Regions from separate parts of the Sus scrofa genome. Here region 1 is linked to region 2. A link is a contact called in public HiChIP or PLAC-seq data. All regions are on one chromosome and are shown on one strand. Each heading gives the region's core, a stretch centred on a gene start, on an enhancer-like site or on the middle of the called end of the contact. The rest is flanking DNA. Distances are from core to core; before and after follow the strand shown.

The links. HiChIP or PLAC-seq counts read pairs in DNA pulled down with a chosen protein or histone mark.
Region 1: an H3K27ac HiChIP or PLAC-seq map of skeletal muscle shows a contact between it and region 2, with 2.0 times the contacts expected there. The contact joins the promoter of ANKRD28 here to the promoter of COLQ in region 2. A contact is called at or near these places in 2 of 2 datasets of contacts at active chromatin or transcription factors (alveolar macrophages and skeletal muscle).

What each region holds. Positions count from the first base shown.
Region 1 is chr13:3,054,739-3,059,255 of Sscrofa11.1, reverse strand. ANKRD28 (ankyrin repeat domain 28) reads left to right here and starts at 1,643. Exons shown (of 28, transcript NM_001206449.1): 1 at 1,643-1,889; 2 at 2,966-3,049. The coding sequence starts at 1,764.
Region 2 is chr13:2,754,055-2,758,263 of Sscrofa11.1, reverse strand. COLQ (acetylcholinesterase collagenic tail peptide) reads left to right here and starts at 2,629. Exons shown (of 18, transcript XM_021071338.1): 1 at 2,629-3,226. The coding sequence starts at 2,947.

The DNA.
Region 1 (4,517 bases), core at 394-2,893, 300 kb before region 2:
ATATTCTCATGAAATACTTCTTCATCTCTAGTTCTCTTTCATGGGTTTACTGCAGATGTTCTTACTGAAACTGTCACTTTAGGGTTAAACATTTGCTGTATTGTAACATACGAAAGCAGTTAAGCTGTTTGGAATTGTTTACTTGCTGAAACCAGTGTTAGTCAGCAGAGGCAGTACACCAGATTTCCTTGTGGCTTTTAGTGGAAAATGTTAAAAGCGCACTCATTTTTCAGTTATAGAATTTTTTAGTTTGATCTGGATTAGTCACAGAACTGGCATGAACCTTCTAATTGTGAAGGCTGTCCAAATGCACTATTTTTTTCTCCTGCTAGAGGAAGTTACATCCCGAGCAGTAGCTCAGCTCTCTGGTAAGTGTAACATGTGAGCATTACTAGGCATTTCATCCTGCAGTTCTGCAGTCTTTGCTCTTCAGACTGTTGCTCAGTTGGAATGCTTCTGTGGGGCCGATCCTGGGCTCCTCGATTTTTCAAGGATCTACTCATTTGGTGGTGTCTGTGGCGTTTTGCAAGATCATCTGAGGAACAGGAAAGCATCTAAAATTGACTGAAAAGGATAACTGTAGCGGTTTTCACGGTGGAAGGAAACTATATTGGCACAGAGGCAGATGACTGAATAAAGTAGTTGGCTCAAAGAAGATGCACAGTCTGCTGTTTTTTTCTCTGAATGAAGACTATTTAATGGAAGCTGTATTCATGTGGAGATCAAAGAAAACACTGGAGTGATAAACTACTGGGGTCCCCCCTCCCCTTTTCTTTAATGAAAAGCCTGAAGCAGTAATTTGAGCTCAAATGCCTTCTAATTCCTTCGCAGCCTGCCTGTTCCATTAGGATTCTCCGCTAACACGGTTTTTGCTGGGTGCCTGTGCCCTTTTACTGGAGCACCACAGACAACTGCCTGATGGAGGAGGAATGAACGCTGCGCCTCGCTTGTACTGTCCATGGGAATAAAGCTAACTGTGTTTCTTCTCTTACATGGGATATCTGGATTAATCAAGCCGTATTCCAGCACCAAGAGTCCTATTGTCTCTTGTGGTCTGACTCATCGCATGTAAATGTACTGCAGCTTTGCTATTAATGCAGACTGTTGTCTTTTTTCTTTCTCAAACACAGTAAGAATTGTCAACCTCTGAGCAACATTTTAAGAATTTGTGTTGAGCTCTTGGATGTATTTTTTTCTGGATAGTATCTGCATCAAACCATTGAAACTGAAGAAATGAAGATAAATTAGAAGTGGAAACAGAATAGTGAGATTTTATTTTTTATTTTCGATTATAAGCAAGGCAGCTACTGGTAACTATATGACCTTGCAGGCAAGAGTGATCATCTCTGCCACAGCAGTTGTTTCTCATCTTACTCTGCAGTGTGTGGCATTGTTATCCAATGATCAAGTCAATTTCTGTGAAACAGAAAATGACTATTTTGGTAGGGGGAAGTATTTTTAAATGAGCTTGTACTGCACTGCTTTAGTTGTTGACATGTTGATGTGAAATTTCTTTTAAGTATTATAGCAACCCAACAAAAAAAAAAAATAGAATTTTGTTGTTTTTAGGAAGTTACAAGTTATGTAGGTATAATTTTAAACTTCACTTTTTCCGATGGTACTTATTAACTTTAAAAAACCAGCTTCGCTGTTCAGAGAATGATTCAGAGTGTTGTACAGAAGAGGAGGAGGAAAAACTACTTGTGCTCTTCCAACTGTGACTTTTATCACATAGCTTAGAATTCAGTTTTTTAAAAGAGCGAATGAGTCGAGTGTGTATTGTTGTTTTGGAGGAGGTAGAAGATGAGCCTCCTGCATTCATTTCTAAATTGCCACAGGAAAATAAATCCCTACATTCTTCACCTTCAGGAAATGTATTGGTAAGATACGAGAGTTTATGTATTTACTGTATTCTACTGAACTAGTAGGGTAAATTTTACTTTTTAAGAATAAACATTTCCACTAGTTTCATAAAGAATCCAAATGAAAGCCATGTAAGTGTGTGAATATGATGCAATATTATGTGTGTATAAATGCACACATTTCTGATTTTCGCTTTTTGAGATGTTTAGATATCACTTCAGACTTTGTCTCTTAATCTCTTAAAAAGACTTTTAAAAATAATTTGAGAATAGTAGTTATAGCAACCATGTTTCTGTTTTCACTTTGTGGTTTTAAAAACTGATGTAACAAGAATGAGGAAATGTATGTTATAGGAAAGGTTGACTACTGCCAGCAATACTGAGGCACAGCCTTTTAGAAAGTAACGGATTTTATGTACTTATATGCACAGCTGTAATGTGAAAAGGAATCAGACTTCATCTTTAACCTTAATTTGAATACTGTTGTTTAATTGATATAATAACATACCTTATTAGAGAGGCTATGTCATTGATGAAGAAATTTTTGTATTTAGACAGGCACTTGTCTGCCCCTTCGTGTTATTCAGGTATACAGTAATTTTTGGTCTTTGAATAGTGTTGATTTTCATCAACTACCAGGTTTTGTTTCTTTGGATTTTTATCTTTATGCATGTAATGCTAACCATGCAAATTACTTTGGTGCCCTAAACAGAACTTTTCAAGGAGGCCTTCTTTCTTGGGCTTCCACATGGACTGATAACTGCATGTCTGACAAGTTGTGTCCCACAAGTAGATATTGAGATGTCTCACTTGTATTTGAAAGAGACATCCTTTTTGTCAGATACATAAGTAAAAGGCCTGCACTCGTAAAATAAAATCCGATTATACTTATTATACTACCTAATTTTGGTCATGCTGAATTGGTTTTTTTTTAATTAGGCCTTCTTTTATTTCCAAGGAAGAATCCTATACTTTCATGCAGTTTGACTTCATGAAACTAGATTCATGTCAAAAGCCAAGTGATCATTATTATGATACGGAAGAAAAAATTTAGTTTTTTCTTGTGGTGTGATTAATGTTTTTATTACTCTCTTGTATTTTAGCCATCACTGGTGCAAGCTATATTTAATGGAGATCCTGATGAAGTTCGAGCACTAATATTTAAGAAAGAAGATGTTAACTTTCAGGTAAAACAATTTCACTGATACCAGCCTTGAAATCTACTTTAAAAAAAGCTCTTTCCTAGAGTTATGATTTTTGTTAAAAGACATAACAATTCTATAATGGCTGTTTTAAACAAGGGTAGAAGTGACTTGAAGCAAAAAAGAAGGGACTGAACATAAATATTCAGGGTAATGGCTAAAACACAGGAAAACTAGAAGTCAGTCGGCATTTTATTCCTCCAGCTTTTTTTACTTTGAAAATTTTCACAGAAGAGTTGGAAAAAGTACTCTGAATACCCATAGATCCAGCATTGATAACATTTGACACATTCTTTGCTTTCTCTTCCATATTTATACAGATTATATTTATACTACACATATATTTTTTCTTTCTTTTGCTGAATCCCATTTAAAAATAAGTTAAAGACATCATGAGACTTCACTCTTAAATATTTGTGTGCATTCGAGATGAGGGTTCTTTTTTGTGAACTTGAAATAAGAGACATGTCTGTTTGTAATATATCTAGCTTGATTATGAAATCAAATTTGCTTTCTGTAAATAATCATGCTAAACATTATACGTGAAGACTTATCTGTTGGGTCTTGTAGTAAATAAAGACATAGTATTTGAAAATTCTCCAAACTTTTAAAGATACAGTGGATTTAACATTCAGGACTGACATGAGGGATAATTTTAGAGAGTGGATAATATCCTTTGTATATGGTTCTCCAGTGGCCAGACTTTCCTTAATTTACCAAATTAATTTTAAGATCAAATTTATTGATATATATTTTTTTATTGGAAGTAAATGTTTTCAGTACCTTTTTCATACATAATTCATTTCTCTGAATGATGGAGGGTGGGGAGAGGTCATGATTCATAAGATCCCAATAGCAACTGCAAAACAGATGACCTGGAATTGATTGGTTGTTTTTAAGAAAGCCATGCCCTTGCAAGCTCATCACCAGCTCTCATCTTTCCCCTGTTCTTTCAGCAGTACTCCTGTGACCACTTGATGTTAAATAGAGTATTTATCATATTTTTAAGGGTTGAATAATATGAATAGATTTGGATCTTTAGCTAAAATGGTTCATTCTAACATTGGGTAGTAATAAAAATGCTATCATTATTTACATTTTTTTTTCCTTAAACCTTCCTAAGTGAATTGTGTTTAAGTTTATATCTTGGAAATGAGCACCTCATTCAAGATTTCTTTTCAATGGAGTATTGGTCACTTTACCTAATTTGGGTATCCTGGAGTCTGCTTTTCCTAAGACAGAAAATAATTATAGAAATATAGACTTAGGAAAAGGAGAAAAATAATTTTAATGTAGTTTAATGTTTAACTCTACTTTTTTGGGTTGTTTTTGGTTTGCTTTAAGCAGAATTAACAAATCTCATCTCATAATGCTACTTACTATGGTGTTTTTTTTTTTTTTTTTTTTAATTTTAATGAGTGGGAGTAGTGGTGACAGGTTTTTTTTTCATTTT
Region 2 (4,209 bases), core at 1,380-3,879:
AAACAACCATATGAGGTAATGAATATGTTAATTAGCTTGGCTGTAGTAATCATTTCACAATATATATGTACATCAAAAAATCATGTTGTACACCTTAAATTATAAATTTTTATTAAATTCTTGAACTTAAAAAGAGAAAATATCACCTAATCCAAGGTCACTAAGATTTTCTCCTGTTTTCTTCTAAAAGTTTACTAACTGTAGCCCTGACATTAAGGTCTATGATCTTCTTTGAGCTAATTTCTATGTTTGGGGCAATGTATGCGTCATGATTCATTTTTGTTTGTTTTGCATATGGATGACCAGTTTCCCACCATCATTCACTGCAGAGACTACTTTAACTACTTTATTCTTTGTAATGACTGTATAATGTTTCATTGAAATTTAGGCTATTTGAAATCTGAGGCTATGAAAAATATCTTTGCATCTAAATCCCTGGACAGTTAAATGAGTATTTAGTTCTACAGATTCTCTGGGTGAAATGGCATGTACATGTTAAGTGTGGATAGGTACTCCCAGGTTTTTTTTCTCAGTATACACCCCTACCTGCAGGGTCTGGCGGGGAGGCTTTAACTTTGATTGGTTTTATTGGTGTAGGCCTTTCACAAATCTCAGATAATTTCCTTCTGGAAAAATCTAATAGCCTGTGTTATTAGATTCTGAAAGATTTAGAGCCCTTCCAGGAGGATTTGAAGAGAGATGATAATTTCTGCCTCGGTCACTTAGGGTAACCTCATATGAAATAGGCTCATAAAATATGTGGTCCACGGGAAATGGAAATTTACAAAACGTGGTTTAATAAGTATGGAGGGCTTGTGAATACCTCTGCGCTGAGGCCTCCCTAGAGGGTAGAGGTTCCTGTAATAACTTTGCATCGGCAGTGACTTGTTCCCCAACACCACCCCAACCCCGCCACCCCACCCCCCATGGCGGGCATGTACTTTAAGCCTCCTGGATACAGGCCGTTGTCCACATTCTCCACCCCCACCCCAGCCTGCCCTGGACCAGGCCCTGGTCCACAGCTGCAGGTGCAAAGCATGGGGCTGCAGGGAAGTGCCAGTTGCTTATGGCTGAAGCATAACTTTTCCTACTTTCCTTTCCTCCTACAATGGCGTGATTGAGTCGCATTAGCGGACATTGTTGAGGATTTTTAGATGACAAGGACTGTCCTGGGGCTGTGGGGGTGCACAGAACTCTGGAACAGCCTTCCATCCTCAGGGATGTTAACTCAGGTTAAATAGCAACACACGGTAGTTTAGAAGCAGTTCAAAACCAATGCCAGCAGGTGTCACAGGCAGGATGTAGGGACAAAATCTGTGCCAAGTGCAAGGTCAGTGATGGAATCTGTGTGCTGAGAGAAAGAGAAATCCCCCTGGCTTTTCAGAGGAGGAATCAGGGCTGGATGGCGAAAGTTCAGATTCTGGCATCATGTTACTCGAAGTTACTCTCCCCCTGTGTAGCCTACACCTTCTCCAAGCCACCCAAAGCCCACTGCTAGGGCTGGAGGTTTACAGGCTATATCTGGAAGTTGCACAGTGTCACTTCAGCCACATTCTGTTTGTCAAAGCTGGTCACAAGGCCAGCTCAGACTTGACAGGAGGGGAAACAGACCCACCTTTTGTTGGGAAGAGTGGCATGCACGTACAGGGGTGGGAGAGATTTTCGGTTGCCATCTCAGCAGCCCATCTACCATGGCTCCCCAGGTTTCATTTTTGCTAACTTGATACACAAATTTTAATTTGTATATGAGTCATCGTGCATGTTACCTCATTTAACCTTTCCAACACAGCTTTAAAAGGAAATGCCTTCATTGTATGAGAAAACCGGGACTTAGAAAGGTCAGTTTGTCCATGGTCACAGCAGAGCTGAAGCTGAGCTCCTCTGGTGCTGGAGCTGTGGGGTATTGCCTCCTCCTGCGCTCTTACCCAGCCCCACCTTCCCCCAGAGTGGGGCTCAGCTACTGGACTCTAGAGTCAGGAACAACCACACTGCTTCTGAATTAACGCCCACAAGGCACTGGGAGAGTGTTATGTAGGTTAAAGCAAAATGGACAGGGAGTTCCCTGGTGGCCTAGTGGTGAAGGATCCAGCATTGTCGTTGTTGTGGCTCCAGTCACTGCTGTGGCATAGGTTCAACCCCTGGCCTGGGAACTTTTGCATGCCTCAGGTGTGGCCGAAAAAGAAAAAAAGCAAAATAGACAACTCTGTGGATTATTATTTTAGTTTATTTTAGTAATCTAAGGATCTCTATAACAGGCTTTATAAACTCATAAGAGGATTCATTGAAGTATGTGACACTTTTCATTTGAAGAATTTTCTTTAGTCAAAGGTCAGTTCAATGATGTTATTTCCTGAATGCAGTTTGATCAATAATCAATCACTCCAGAGTCTATTGACTCTTTCTATTTATTTTGCTTTGCATGGAATAAAAGGCCGCAGCTTTTGGAAAGAGGATAAATACTTTTTTATGGAGAAAGCTGTTTTGGAAAATATAAAGTCTTCTCCACTCCTGCCCCCGCTTTTTATTGGTCTATTAAAGAAAAAAAAAATTCAGGGTCACCTTTTCATTTGTCCCCCAGTGCGTGAAAAAGTCATAGACTGACAGCAGAAGGACTTGTCTCCATGGTAATGCAGTTTGAATCCAGAGAGTTTGAATCGATTTGATTCTGTGATGCTACAGGGCACCTTGGTTGTGAGGGGGCAGGTGCTGTGAATAATCAATTAGGAAATCCGTCTGCCCTTGAGGACAGCTTCTAGTGGACATGCAAGATGTGCCTGCTTTTTCATCACCTCTCCAATGGCCACTTACCTCAAGTCTCCGAAGAAGAAAATTCGGACATCGTAATTTTAATGTGGGCATCTGATCCAGTGCTTAAGATAAATATAACCCTGTGTAGTAAGGAGAAGGTTTAGTGGGAAATGATTGGCATTCTTTCTTGGGAAAGGCATGGGGGAAGGAGAGAGAGAGAGGAGAGAGAGAGGAAGGAAGGGAGGGAGGGAGGTGGGGGGAGAGAGGGAGAGAGAGGAGAGAGGCAAACAGCGTGAGGAAGACAAAGCAGAGATAAGGAGGCTCCTCGCAGCCCTGCCTTGTGAACTTGACACTTTGCAGACTGCAGCCAGCATGGTTGTCCTGCATCCAGTGACTCTGGGAATTTACCTACAGCTTTTCTTCCGCTTCATCGTGTCTCAGCCCACTTTCCTCAACAGCGTGCTCCCAATTTCAGCAGGTAAAGCAGGACCACAACTCCGCGCTCTCTGCAGCCCCTCCTGATGTTTTTCCCTTTCCACTCTGGGCAGAGGGAGGCTGGGAGGGAGCCGGCCCCCAGTGGCCTCCGGTCAGCGCCGGGACACCCCTTCTGTCCTTGTGCCCGCCTGGCTTCGCAGAACCAGAGACCCTTAGACAGAGTGTTTCTTCTCCCCACTTGCTGCATTTTGGCCAGCTTGCGTTTTTGGTTGGGAATTGTGGGGAGCTTATCAGAGAGAGAGGAATGCAAGTGGAGTGAGTCCAGACGTTTCCATAAATACACCCCTGACCCCCTCCCCTGGCGGCCAGGGGGCTTTGCAGCCAGCTGAATGGGAGGGAGTCCCCCTCTTTCTCCTGGGGGCAAGAGCCCCTGCAGCCCTGGCTGCTGCCCTCCTGTGCTTCCCCCCTGGGGTGGGCTTCTCTTCAGCCTCAGGGGAGGAGGGGTGAGGCGGAGGGGGCTGCTGAGCTGGGCACAAGACTGAGTGTGGGGAGGGGGCCTCTTTCTGCCCCAGCCTGGAAACCTCTTCCGAGAGCACCAGGCTGTTGCCCTTGTCCTGCCCGACCCTGGGCAGAGGAAGTATTAGGTTACCAGCATGGGCCTGTTTAAACCTTTCTGAGGAAACTCAGATGTTTCCAGAGGGCTTGAGTGGGGCAGACAGACCCCAGGCTTTGCAGGCTGCCTCCTCACAGCCCTCTTACTTCACCTCGGTCACCCCCGGCTCTCCCCAGAAAAACTGTTTCAGTCAGTCCCTCCAACATGAATCTCAGAAATACTTTGCTGCAGGCAGGAATTTCACTCTCACCGCCTTTGCTAGAAACAGGCTCACGGGAGGGAGGGTGCAGCTCTGAATCCAGTTCCCAACACTCTCCATTCATAAAACTGCTCATTGACATGTTGTGCTGCCAACGTGTGTGGGCCCTGAGGGAAGGACTCAGAGAAGGGCACGGGGCTAATTATAAAAGTGT